Linked DNA regions of Arachis hypogaea: region 1 is linked to region 2. The links are chromatin contacts, called in public Hi-C maps. All regions are on one chromosome and are shown on one strand. Each heading gives the region's core, a stretch centred on a gene start, on an enhancer-like site or on the middle of the called end of the contact. The rest is flanking DNA. Distances are from core to core; before and after follow the strand shown.

The links. A called contact is a pair of places that touch in the nucleus more often than the background predicts.
Region 1: a contact with region 2 is called in a Hi-C map of leaf, with 1.4 times the contacts expected there. The contact joins the promoter of LOC112740997 here to the promoter of LOC112741000 in region 2. A contact is called at or near these places in 3 of 8 Hi-C or Micro-C datasets (leaf and an unstated tissue).

The regions. Positions count from the first base shown.
Region 1 is chr2:20,265,034-20,271,964 of arahy.Tifrunner.gnm2.J5K5, forward strand. It overlaps LOC112740997 (auxin-responsive protein IAA12), which reads left to right and starts at 4,384. Exons shown (of 5, transcript XM_025789762.3): 1 at 4,384-5,265; 2 at 6,580-6,920. The coding sequence starts at 4,886.
Region 2 is chr2:20,064,900-20,071,119 of arahy.Tifrunner.gnm2.J5K5, forward strand. LOC112741000 (nuclear transport factor 2) reads right to left here and starts at 1,472. Exons shown (of 9, transcript XM_025789777.3): 1 at 1,055-1,472; 2 at 759-893; 3 at 1-64. The coding sequence starts at 1,075.

The DNA.
Region 1 (6,931 bases), core at 3,134-5,633, 200 kb after region 2:
AGACAGACCATCTTAACATGATTATATTTACATCAAACACAAACATATGATCATAGATACCACATATGAACTTTTTATAATCAAGTGACCAAACAAATATATAATATAATCAACTCAAGAGAGATACCACATATGAACATATTATAATCAAGTGACCAAACAAGTAAAGCAAAAAATAAGACCTGCATCATCACCATCATCAGGTGCATCATTATGGGATTCTTCATTCTCGTCCATTTCCTCATCCTCGTCCTCATCGTCATCCTCGTCATCTGGTTCATTTACTAGATACTCATCAGTCTCTTTCTCAAGTGTCTTGGCATTTTCTTCAATCAGAGTCATTGAAACACGGTTAGGATTTTGACTATTAAGAACTCCTCGACCACCGTCACTCCTACTAGAGTCACCAGATACCAACCCTCCAGAAGCACATGACGAAGTGCGGTACCCATGCTTACATCCAACGAATACCTACCCACCATGATGTCAGGATGATGGCCATATTGTGACTGACCTGCATCTATAGCCATGATGTCAGGCTGATGACCATATTGTGATTGGCCTGCATCTGCAGCCAAGAATCCAAGCAACTGGCTAAAAGAACCACCATCTCCTGAGTCAAACTGTGGCACACTCCAATACTCCTGATGTATTGGGTATGATGAGGTAAATTGTGTTTGTGGTACATATTGGCTTGACCACTGAGGTTGTTCCTGTGGAGGTGGAGGTGGCGGTGAGTGTGGCTCTTGCTCCTCAGCCTTTTCATTCTCTTGCGCTACATCATCCATACCCTGATCACCCTCGTCATTCTCTTGAACCACAAGATCGGACAAGTTCAAATGGTTGCCATATTTTGTACGGTACCAATGCATGTAAATATCTAACGAATGCTGTGGACCATTAAGCTCAGTCAGAACGTGATTATACCTATTTGTCCACTGCATCACCCTAAATAAATGACTCATGGCTGTGGCCCAATTAAGATTCTTAGGACCAGTCAGGACTTCTCCGTGTGTCTTGTCTAGATTCTGTTCCTAATGAGAAACTCCTGCACAAAACTAAACTGTCGTCTATACCGATCGATTGCATGCCACTCAATGCATTCAAAAGATACCAACGACACCGTAGCACTCCACACAACCAAGTGCATGTAGATGTCTGCAGGAATTATGTTCGGATCTACACAATCCATAGAATAAGCAACCCACACAAACTGTGAAAAATAAACCACACTAGTGATTACAATCGGAATAACAATAACACTGCAACCCCCAAACCAAATAATTCTTTAATGAAAATATACCTTGCCTTCCTGAAGATCATCCAAAGCTTTCCTAAAGTGAGCAAGTTTCATATACCTAAAGCGTCGGTCTCCACGCTCCCAATTACGCCACCTAATATCGCTTAATTCATTAACAGGACTGGATTCTAAATATGAAGATACAGAGTAAATGTAAGATAATGTTACCTATTTGCAAGCGAAAAATTACGAGGTTCCCTAGGAACCGGCGCTAGAAATGGAAGGCGGATCCAAGCCCAAACGAGCAGCAGTGTTAGCAAATCGTCGATCTCCTTACAGTCAAAATGAGATGCCCTGCATAACGCACTGTACAGATGTGCGAGGCAAGCCGAACCCCAACTGAACTGTACGATACTGGCAAAATCACGAAGTAAAGGTAGAAACTTCCAGTGCACAAATGCCCCAGACTTGTCTCCCAATAATATCGTACCTATCAACAACATAATGTGGCACTTCACATACCTCTGTATACTTTCTTCATCAGTCAACTGTAACCGTTCTTTTAAATCCCGTAGCCACGTAAGATTTATACCGCTTCCTCTACATTCTGACTTTCTCGGTGCAACCCCAAATTGGTGCAAACACTCCACCTCTAAGGCTTCAAAACTGCTGATACTCATCCCTGTGACTGGAAGACCGTCTGTCGAAAGACCAAGAATCATAGCCACATCTTCGAGTGTCACAGCACATTCACCAATCGGAAGGTGAAAGATATGTGTGTCTGAATGCCACCTTTTGACTAAAGCATTTACGAGTGCTTTCTGACACTGCACTATTCCAATCTAAGATGTATGATAAAAATCAGTAAAACGTAAATGCTCCTCCACCCTATCATCGTACCGATCCAGAGGGATAGGGTGATCACACGTCAACATCCGTGAACTTTACAAAAACAAAAATTATTAATCAAACTACTAACAATTACTAATTTACTACTGACATATAATAAGAAAAACTAGAACAACCAATATTATCAACAAATAATTACTACTAAATACAACAGCATACTTAAGTCAATTAAAAACGTAACAGTAAATAAATAATTATTATAAAAAACCAAATACATTATATTATTATATTTTACAAAACTTAATTATTAATCAAAATCAGCAACATTAATCCAAAAATATATTTTTAAATATATATTTTTTACTAAAAATATTACAAAAAGTTCTAAACATGTTCCTTTTACTAATTTATCATATTAGTCTAATTCAAACATTACCATTGAATTAAATTTTCTCTAACTATATTTATATATATATATATATTTTCTAACTATTATTTAATTATATATTCTTAAATTTCAAATAATAATAATAATAATAATAATAATAATAATAATAATAATAATAATAATAATAATAATAATAATAATAATAATAATAATACCGTCACTGACCCTAAATTTTAACTACTAACAACCTATAATTACATTTTTAATAATAATAATTATAATTCTAAAATAATAATAATAATAATAATAATAATAATAATAATAATAATAATAATAATAATAATAATAATAATAATAATAATATCACTGAGATATATTTCCTAAACTGACTTAACAAGAATAATTATAATATAACTAAATTAACAACAACAATTATAATTCTGAATTAATAATAATAACAATAATATTAATAATCATCTTAATAATAATAGTAATAACATTCTCGTTGGAACGTTGAGCTAGTACCAGCAACAATAATTATTATAACTCTCAAATAATAAAAATAATAACAATAAAAATAATAATATCACTAATATGTTCATAACTTGAGCTACTAACAACAACAATTATAATTAAATTTTTGACAATATTAATTATATTTTTCAAAAATTTAAAAAAAATAAAAAAACTTATATAATCAAAATAGCTGAGATATCTTATAATATGAAATTCAGGACAATTAACATATTTAGATTTTTATTTTTTTTGACATTATAATTTTTTTTCAGCAACTTTGAGAAGAAAAAGAACTGGACGAAGGAGAGAATGGAAAAATAGTTGCTGGTGGGATGAAAATAAAACTCATTTCGGAGGGTGGAAATACATGTAGTAAAGGGAAGCTGGGGATAGGAGTACCGTTGTGGAAAGAAACATCGACGCAACACGTGGCGGGAGGAGTGACAACTCGGACCCTCTGATCTGTACGCGCAATGCGGACCGTCCAATTTGACAAGGACAATGTGGACCATCTGATTTGTCCTTACCTAATCCCACAATGTGATAAATCTCACACACTCTCCATATCGCCGTCCTACTCCAATCCCTTCCCCATAATAAAAATAAAAAGAGGAATAAATTTAGCTTTTGCAAATTAAATAAAAAAAATTATAATTCGTCTCTGACAAGTTTTGTTTATTCCCGCATTTATGTAAATCACAAAAATTTCCATCTTTGAAAATTTTATCTCCTAATAAATAATATAAATTTTTTTTAACCTACACTTAAATCCTAATTTAAAATTAATTTCTTTTATATAGTTCTTTGATTTTGTAAATGAATCGTGTTTTATTGACACAATTTATATTATTTAAGTGGTTCGTCATTTTAAATCATAGATATACTATTTTTATTTTAAGACAATTTCGTGATAACATATATTTTATTTAAGAATAATATGATAAAATTTATATAATAATAGTCAATTTCAGTTAATATTATAACAAGTTATTAAACTTTATTAAAAAAATTTTGTTAAGTTAGAGTTTTGAATATTTTTTTAATTGAATTTTAAATGTTATTGTTTTTAAAATTTTAGATATTTTTTAATACTGAATGTTTGACTACAATATTATGTTAGTTTTTAAATTTTTTTTTATTTTCTAGCTTTAGATTTTTTTTTAATTTGTTATCATATACTCTAATCTAATATGCAAAAAAAATTAATTTTTTATAAATCTGATAGATACATATCAATTTTAACTTTTAATACTTACTTAGACAGAGGAATGAATTAATCATTCCACTAAATAAAGTTGGTTAGTTTTTTTTTTATTTCTATATTTATTACCTGATCTATTGACTCTATTTTCAATTGACAATCTCATGAGCAGACAGCAGCGCCTTAATTGACCGAAGACAAACTGAAATATCTTGTGTTTCCACTTCCCATTCCGATTCCACTTCCACTTCCACAGTATGTGGGTCTCTGTCTCTGTAACACACAAAAAATATAAAAAAAAATTAGAATTTAGAAGGCGAAATATGAGAAAACATATATTTAAAAAAAAAAACTACTTTAAGAAAAGTAGTACAAAGAAGTTAAGGCAAAGACATTGATGTTGGCGCACAAACCAGACATGTGGGGTCCACACATTTCTTTCCTCAACCTCTTCAATGTTCCTCTCTCTCTCTCTCCTTCATCCTCACACACCTATGACCTAACCAATTCTCATTTCTCTTCATTCATTCCTACTCAAGCAATCCTCCCCCCCCCCCCCCAAAAAAAAAACACTTTTTTTCCCCTTCAACCTTCATATTCTCATCCTCTCTTTTACACACACACCCCATCATCTTCTCCTTCTTCAATCTTGTTATTGAATCCATAAAGTTTCTACTTTTGTAAAATTCTGATGCAGGGTGTTACTATTATTCCTACTGGCGGTAGTGGTGGTGGTTCTACCATGTCTTCTACTTTGTCAAAGGAAGACACAAACTTGGTTCTTTCTTCTGAGGACTCTTCTTGCCCTGAAGATTCTGAGTTGCTTGAACTTGGTCTTGGATTAGGCCTTTCTCATCATCATAAACCTGCTCGTAAATCACACAGTCACCATCATCATCATGCTAGAATTTTGACCGCTAAGGATTTTCCTTCTTCAGCTTCAGCTTCTTCCTCATCTTCATCTTCACCTCCTTCTTCTTCTTTGAGCAGGGTAAACAACAACACTACCACCTCCACTTCTGGCACCAAGAGAACTGCTGAGTCTGTTGCTGCTGCTAATAATGGACCTAGGTAAATTAATTCAATCTTGGATTTACTTCTAAGGGTATCAGTAATTTTTCTGTGTTCAATGGTCTATGATTTAATCATAGGTCTTGAATATAAACACAAATTTTTTTTTTGTTGAGAATTTAGAATTTTGAGTTAGTAGGATACATGGCTGGTTTTTATCTATAAGTATTAATGTTTTGTATATAATTGTGGTTTGAATTTGGTTTTTGTGATTCTGTCCAAAATTCAGACATTTTTACTATGGATATTTGAATCATATAATGTTAATTTGTGGCAAGAAATTTAGATTTTTTATTCTTATTACCTGACTTTGTTATGTGAAGAGAGAAATTGGTACATATAATTGAATGATTGAGGATGTGTTAAAATTCTATCAGTTTCAGTTTAAATGTTTGTGTGGATAAGAATCATGATGAGATGATTCCTTTCCAAGAAATTCAATTTGCTTGGATGAGCTTGGAAAGATTCATGTTTTAAGGGGTTAGTTAAGCAAAGAACATAATTTGGGACTTACTAATTGAGTTAAATTCTTATATCTCATTATGAGATTACCAACTAAACATTCATGATCCATGTTATAAAGATCTGATAAATGTTTACATTGGTTGTAGATTCCTAATACCATTGGTCACTTTTTCTAGCTCGAGATTCGCTATGTAAATGATTTATGATAGGAGACTATAGTATGACTCAATTCATCCAACGTAGCTGTTCCGGCTAGTGCGACCAGATTTAAGTGTTATTGATGTTTTAGTATTATGAGGTTACCATTTGTAGGAGGTTTTCGCTGTCAATATTTTGTTTCTCAATTGCTGCAACCCACAAGAGGGTTTAGTAAATAGTGACCCTGAATCTTGATAATAGGTTGATACCTGATCCATTTCAGTTTGTCAAATTATACAATCTGAACATTTTCATCTAATTTGACTTAATAGTTTCTTTAGAATTAGATTCAGGTGTTATCTAACAAAATGCAACATAGCAGACAAAGACTTTCAAGATCCAATCACAAGAGGAACCAATCAGATTTTTATTTATTTATTTGTTTTCAGGGTGATTAAATTCACCTTCACGTGGCACTTCAGACACTGTTTTGTTCTTTATTCGGTCATTTTCTAGCTTTATTATTCTTCCTTTCAATGTTTATCCGAAAGAATTGGTTGACATGTTACTATATCTTAACAAGTTTACCATTTACATGAAACTTTGTCATATTTGTCATGTTTGCGCTTTAACATTTATTACAAAATTTTGTTATTATTTCTTTGCTGATGCGGTTGTGATCTCTATTGGCATTGAATTTTCACTAAACAGTCCGGTAGTTGGATGGCCTCCCCTCAGAAGACCATACAGAGTGAATAGCTTTAATCATTCAAAATCTCCAGCCACCGAGGTGTTCAACTCAAATTCCGAGAAGAGTAAGAGCAGCGAAACTGATGTGCTAAGGAAGAATGCTGATAATACCAATGGTAATAACAACAACATTGATACCAAAGAAAAAAGAAACTTCCGGAGTTCCTTGTTTGTCAAGGTAAATATGGACGGGATAGCGATTGGAAGGAAGGTCGATTTGAGTGTCCATAGTTCTTATGAAACCTTAGCTCAAACATTGGAGGATATGTTTAGAGAATCAACTACAGCAATCACTTTCAATGGTGAGTTATTT
Region 2 (6,220 bases), core at 222-2,721:
GAGAATTGATAGTCTTGATCTCTATTGTACCAAAATTCAATGATAAAACAAGTTCATGGATTTGCTGTATTGGAGAAAAGTAACTTGATCAACGTTTTGCTAGATAACTTACACCAAGAATCAATTAAGAAAATGGAAATGGAAATTAAGTTCCACTAAGACAACGACGACAACAACAAAAAAAACCACCACCACCGTCAAGCTTAATCCAATTAGGCATGGTCAGCTACATTATGCCATAATGCGTTATTTCATATTCATTGATTACTCTTCCTCTGTATATAGCTATTGGCTTACACTGCATTTGATCAACTCTCCAGCCTTACTTGGTTTTACATATCTTCTCCACACATGATCAATTACTTAACGCAAACCGACACCAAATACCAAAAAATAAAATAAAATAAAATAAAAACCTTGCTACACTAAATGATTTTGATCTATGCATGGCCAATCGCAACACCAAAGGCAAACCACCAAAAGAGAAACTATTCATGACTACAGTAGGAAAGCTCTTTTTTCTCTAGGGAATGTTGAAGATACATCAATTAAGACTCAAACAAACATAAGATAGGGAACAATCCCTCCATTTTCTGATATCTTGGGGGCCATTAGGATTCTCATTTTCTATTTTTGAAAAAAACAATACAAAAATATCTAAGATATAAATTGAACATGACCACAAACTGTTACAAACACAGCAAAGAAACATGAATGCAAAGAAAACATGGATTCTTTATCTTAGAACACTTAGGTACCAGCACATTCGAAGCGGTTTCGGTGGAAACTCCATCAACACGGATCATTGTGCTGTTATCTGAGTAGAATTGATGAATCAGATTGGGATGTTGTGGAAGAACCTGATAATACTGTCCAACAAAGTATGAACCCACCTGCATTCACAATTTCACATCAATGCAGTTTAAAACTAAATATAAAAAGATACAGAATCCTTAGAATCAAAGCTGTTTTCAAAACCACAAAAAAAACAATACTAGGAAGTGAATTTAAATTAAAATTAATAACAAAACAATATAAAATATAGTAATAATACCTGGGCAGCACTAACACCCATTTTCAGCTCCCTTAAGTTCACAGCTTCTTTTTTTTATAAGAAAAAAAAAAGATAATGTCGTTTTCTTCGAACTCTTAAACAACACAGTAAACCTCAAATAGAAAAATTGTTACGGGATTAAGAAGAAGAAGAAGAAGAAGAAGAAGAAGAAGAAGAAGAAGAAGAAGAAGAAGGAGTGGGTGCAGAAAAATACAAAAGAACTAAGGTTAGGGCAGAAAGCGAAACAACGGAATCTTCAAAATCTGAACGCAAGTGAATCTAATTCTAAAATCTGTAATCAGATCAGAAGAGAGAGAAGTACTGTGAAGAGTGAAAGTGTGAAACAGTGAGAGGAATTGAGCGCGCGAATTCTTCGCCTATGGATTAGATATCTGACGAGGAATCATATGATATGAACGGTTTGATCATGGTACCAAACCTAAGAAATAAACGGCTCAACGGATGGGATTACTTAGGACTTGTTTGGGGAGTTTCTAAAAGAAGATTATTTTTTGAGTTATATTTTTTTAAAAAATCTTGTGAAAAAGTAAAAATAATTTTATGTTTGGGTATTTCATATAATTTTTTTTATTTATTAATTATGTTTAGATATAACAATATAAAAATACTTTTTTGTTTATTTATTACATAAAAAATATTTTTTTAAAGAAAAAAGATCTTTTAAAAATATATGTAAATTACAACTTCTCAAAAAAATATTTTTTTTTTATTTTTCTAGTACTTTTACTTTTACTATTAGAAATTTGCTAAATACGTTAAAAAATAAAAAAAGATATTTTTTCATAATGGCGTCCAAACGAGTACTTAATGTGCATAATACTGGACAAGGGAGATTTCAAGAGAGAAGCAGAGAGTATAGACCAGAGTATTATAAGGGTTTTTTACTTAAATAAATAAAACAAAAATTAAATTTACTGAATTCTCCTAAAACAAATTTCAAAACGTATTTATCCTATTCTTAATATTATATAAATCGTCCTAGGGTGATAAAGGTTATATAATACGTTAAACATGGCATCCTAGGATGATTTATGCATGCATGGCCTAAGGAATTCATGAGTAAATTGTCACAGGACTGGTAGGGTTACATATATATTACGCATAAATCGTCCCACCCTGCCTAAAGTCACTTGATTTTGGGCTGAAGTACAAAAGCCTGCCATTGACATGCAATAGCAAAACCTAGGTAGCCTGGGCACGAATTATGGTCTTTTTGGAGACCCTCAAGACAGGGACGATTTATGCTTTAAGACTTACCCTAAGGAGGGTGCAACGAGTTATTGCTTGAGTGGAACCTCAACACACTGTGGTGACTAACATTGGTTTAGGAGGAGCCACCATCTTCAACGTTTGGTATGCCATTGGCGGGAGCCACCCACCGTCTTCCGCAAGTTGGGTAGCCTTGATGGTGTTGTGTCGGTCAGAGATCACTAAAATGCCGGGCTGGAGAGTCACATGCTGACGAAGGTGACTAAGAAAAAACTTCCACGAATCTATGTTTTTGCCTTCGACTAACCCGAATGCTACTTGGAGAATGTTCTAGTTTCCAACTTAGGCAATTGCCATTAGCAGAGTACCTTCATACTTTCCATATAAATGAGTACCATTGATGGATATTAGTGGATTGCAATACTTAAACGCCTCAACATACAGAGACAATGTCCAAAATAATCGATGAAAGAAAACCTTCGTTCCATCCACCATATTACCTGACCTCACTGGTGAAGTACGCAACACCGCTGTCGTTCCCGACATATACAACTGAACCCTAATGATCCACCTTGGTATGTGGTTGTAAGACTCCTCCCAATCTCCATATATTTGAGCAATGGTCTTCTGCTTGGCCATCCAAACTAATGTTCTAAACATCGGACCAGACTGGCCGGTCGAACTGGTTCAATTGGGAATTAGCATAGAAAACGGTACGGTACTCCTGCTTAAACCATCGATTACGAAACAACTGATGAACCGCTGAACTAGCCGGTGATCATTCGGTTGGACCGAACCGGTAACTGACCGGTTCATATGAAACGGCGTCATTTTGGTTATGTTAAAAAAAAAACCCACCTTACCCATGCGAGTTAACCCCCTCCCGCCCCACCAAACACCCCCTCCTTCAAAAGTTAAACACACAGCAAGCCCTAGCTCCATCCCAAACCAAAAACCCAGCTCCCTAAACAGAACTGCCGTCGCCGTCTGTGGTTGTTGGTGCTTCCGCAGCCTCCTTCTTTCCCCGCACCAATCCCATACGGCCAGTCATTCTCTTCTAGCTCGGCACGTCATCCATTCCCCATGTGAAATCGCTATTTGAGGCCTCCAGCTGTTGCATCGTGGTGTCACCGTCATCTTTCTGCTGTCAGTGGAAGGTTAGTGGCACTGTGATTTACTTATTTCTGTTGAGTCTTGATGAGCAGATAATTTATACGCTTTTTGGCATTGTTTTTAGGTAGTTTTTAGTATGATTTGGTTAGTTTTTAGTATATAATTATTAGTTTTTATGCAAAGATCACATTTCTGGACTTTGTGTGTTTTTCTGTGATTTCAGGTATTTTCTGGCTGAAATTGAGGGACCTGAGCAAAAATCTGATTCAGAGGCTGAAAAAGGACTGCAGATGCTGTTGGATTCTGACCTCCCTGCACTCGAAATAGATTTTCTGGAGCTACAGAAGCCCAATTGGCGCGCTGTCAATTGTGTTGGAAAGTAGAAATCTTGAGATTTTCAGAAATATATAATAGTCCATAATTTTCCCGAGATTTGATGGCCTAAATTGGTGTCAAAACACCGGTCAGAGACCCTTTTCTGGCATTAAACGCCCAAACTGGCACCAGAGCTGGCGTTTAACTCCAAGAGAAGCCTATGCACGTGAAAGCTTCAATGCTCAGCCCAAGCACACACCAAGTAGGCTGAGAAAGTGAATTTCTGCATCATTTACTTATTTTTGTAAACCATAGGTTACTAGTTCACTATAAATAGGACCTTTTACTATTGTATTTTCATCTTTTTGATCATCTTTGATCTTGGGATCAGGTCTTTGAACCCTTTTTCGATTGTTTCATGTTATTTGGAAGGCATGGCTATTCGGCTATGTCTAGACCTTGTTCTTATGTATTTTCAACGGTGGAGTTTCTACACATCATAGATTAAGGTGTGGAGCTCTGCTGTTCCTCATGAATTAATGCAATTACTACTGTTTTCTATTCAATTCAAGCTTATTCTTGTTCTAAGATATCCATTCGCACTTTAACATGATGAATGTGATGATTAAGTGGCACTCATCACCATTCTCACTTATGAACGTGTGCCTGACAACCACTTCCGTTCTACCTGAAAACAAGCTTGAATGCATATCTCTTGGCCTCCTGGTCCACGACGCATAGTTGCCCCTCTCCTGACAACAGAGTCTTCCATTCCGTGCGATCAGAGTCTTCGTGGTATAAGCTAGAATCAATTGGTAGCATTCTTGAGATCCGGAAAGTCTAAACCTTGTCTATGGTATTCTAAATAGGATCTGGGATGGGATGACTGTGACGAGCTTCAAACTCGCGAGTGCTGGGCGCAGTGACAGTGCGCAAAAGGATCAATGGATCTTATTCCGACACGATCGAGAACCGACAAATGATTAGCCCTACGTAACCCGTAGCCGGACCATTTTCACTGAGAGGACGGACGGTAGCCATTAACAATGGTGATCCCCCAACATACAGCTTGCCATGGAAGGGAGTACGCATGACTGGATGAAGGCAATAGGAAAGCAGAGATTCAGGAGGAATAAAGCATCTCCATACGCTTATCTAAAATTCCCACTAATGAATTACATAAGTATCTCTATCTTATTTTATGTCTTATTCATCTTTTAATTATCAAAACCCCATAACCATTTGAATCCGCCTGATTGAGATTTACAAGATGACCATAGCTTGCTTCAAGCCGACAATCTCCGTGGGATCAACCCTTACTCACGTAAGGTATTACTTGGACGACCCAGTGCACTTGCTGGTCAGCTGCACGGAGTTGTGAGAGAAGTGTGAACTTACGATTTTGTGTACTAAGTCTTTGGCGCCGTTGCCGGGGATTGTTCGAGTTTGGACAACTGACGGCTCATCTTGTTGCTTAGATTAGATAATTTTCTTTTTTTTTTTATTTTGTTCTTCAGGATTTTTAAGAATGAATTCTAGAGTTTCAGATGAGGCTTTTATCATCACAGGAGCTAGTTGATTCCCATCAGTTTGGCTATTGTATGTAATGTCCTGCTGAAGCTTGGTTAACCATGTCTAATCTTTTTTTAGACCGAAGCTTTAGACTAACATTTTATGATTCCTGGAATTCTTATTAAAAATTTTGAGTTTCTTATTTCCTTTTTCAAAAAAACATTTTCGAAAAATTACAAAAAATTAATAAAATCATAACAACAAATTTTTTTTTTGTGTTTCTTGTCTAGTGTCCGTTTTTAAGTTTGGTGTCAATTGCATGTTTTTTATTTTTTAGCATTTTTTCGAAAACTCATGCATATGTTCTTCATTGATCTTCAAGTTGTTCTTGATGATTTTCTTTGTCTGATCTTTAAATTCTCTTGTTGTGTGTCTTTTGTTGTTTCTCATGTGCATTTTCAATTTGTTAGTGTCTCTAGCATGAAAATTTCTAAGTTTGGTGTCTTGCATGTCTTTCTTTTCTTAAAAATTTTTTCAAAAATATGTTCTTGATGTTCATCATGATCTTCAAAGTGTTCTTGGTGTTCATCTTGACATTCAAAGTGTTCTTGCATGCATTCCTTGTTTTGATCTTAGTTTTTCATGTTTAATTTCATTCTGTTGTTTTTCTCTCTCATCATTAAAAATTTAAAAAATTCAAAATTATGTCTTTTCAAGTCAATAATACAGAGAATTGAAGATTCAGAACATACAGCAGAGGAATCACAGAGAAAAAGCTGGGCGTTCAAAACGCCTAGTAATGAAGGAATTCTGGCGTTTAAACGCCAGCCAGGGTACCTGGCTGGGCGTTTAACGCCCAAGGAGGTAGCCAAGTGGGCGTTAAACGCCAGAATGGATACCATTCTAGGCGTTTAACGCCAGGATAGCACCAAGAAGGTAATTTTGTTTTCAATTCAAATCTTTTTCAAATTTTCAAGTTTTAAAACTAATTTTTCA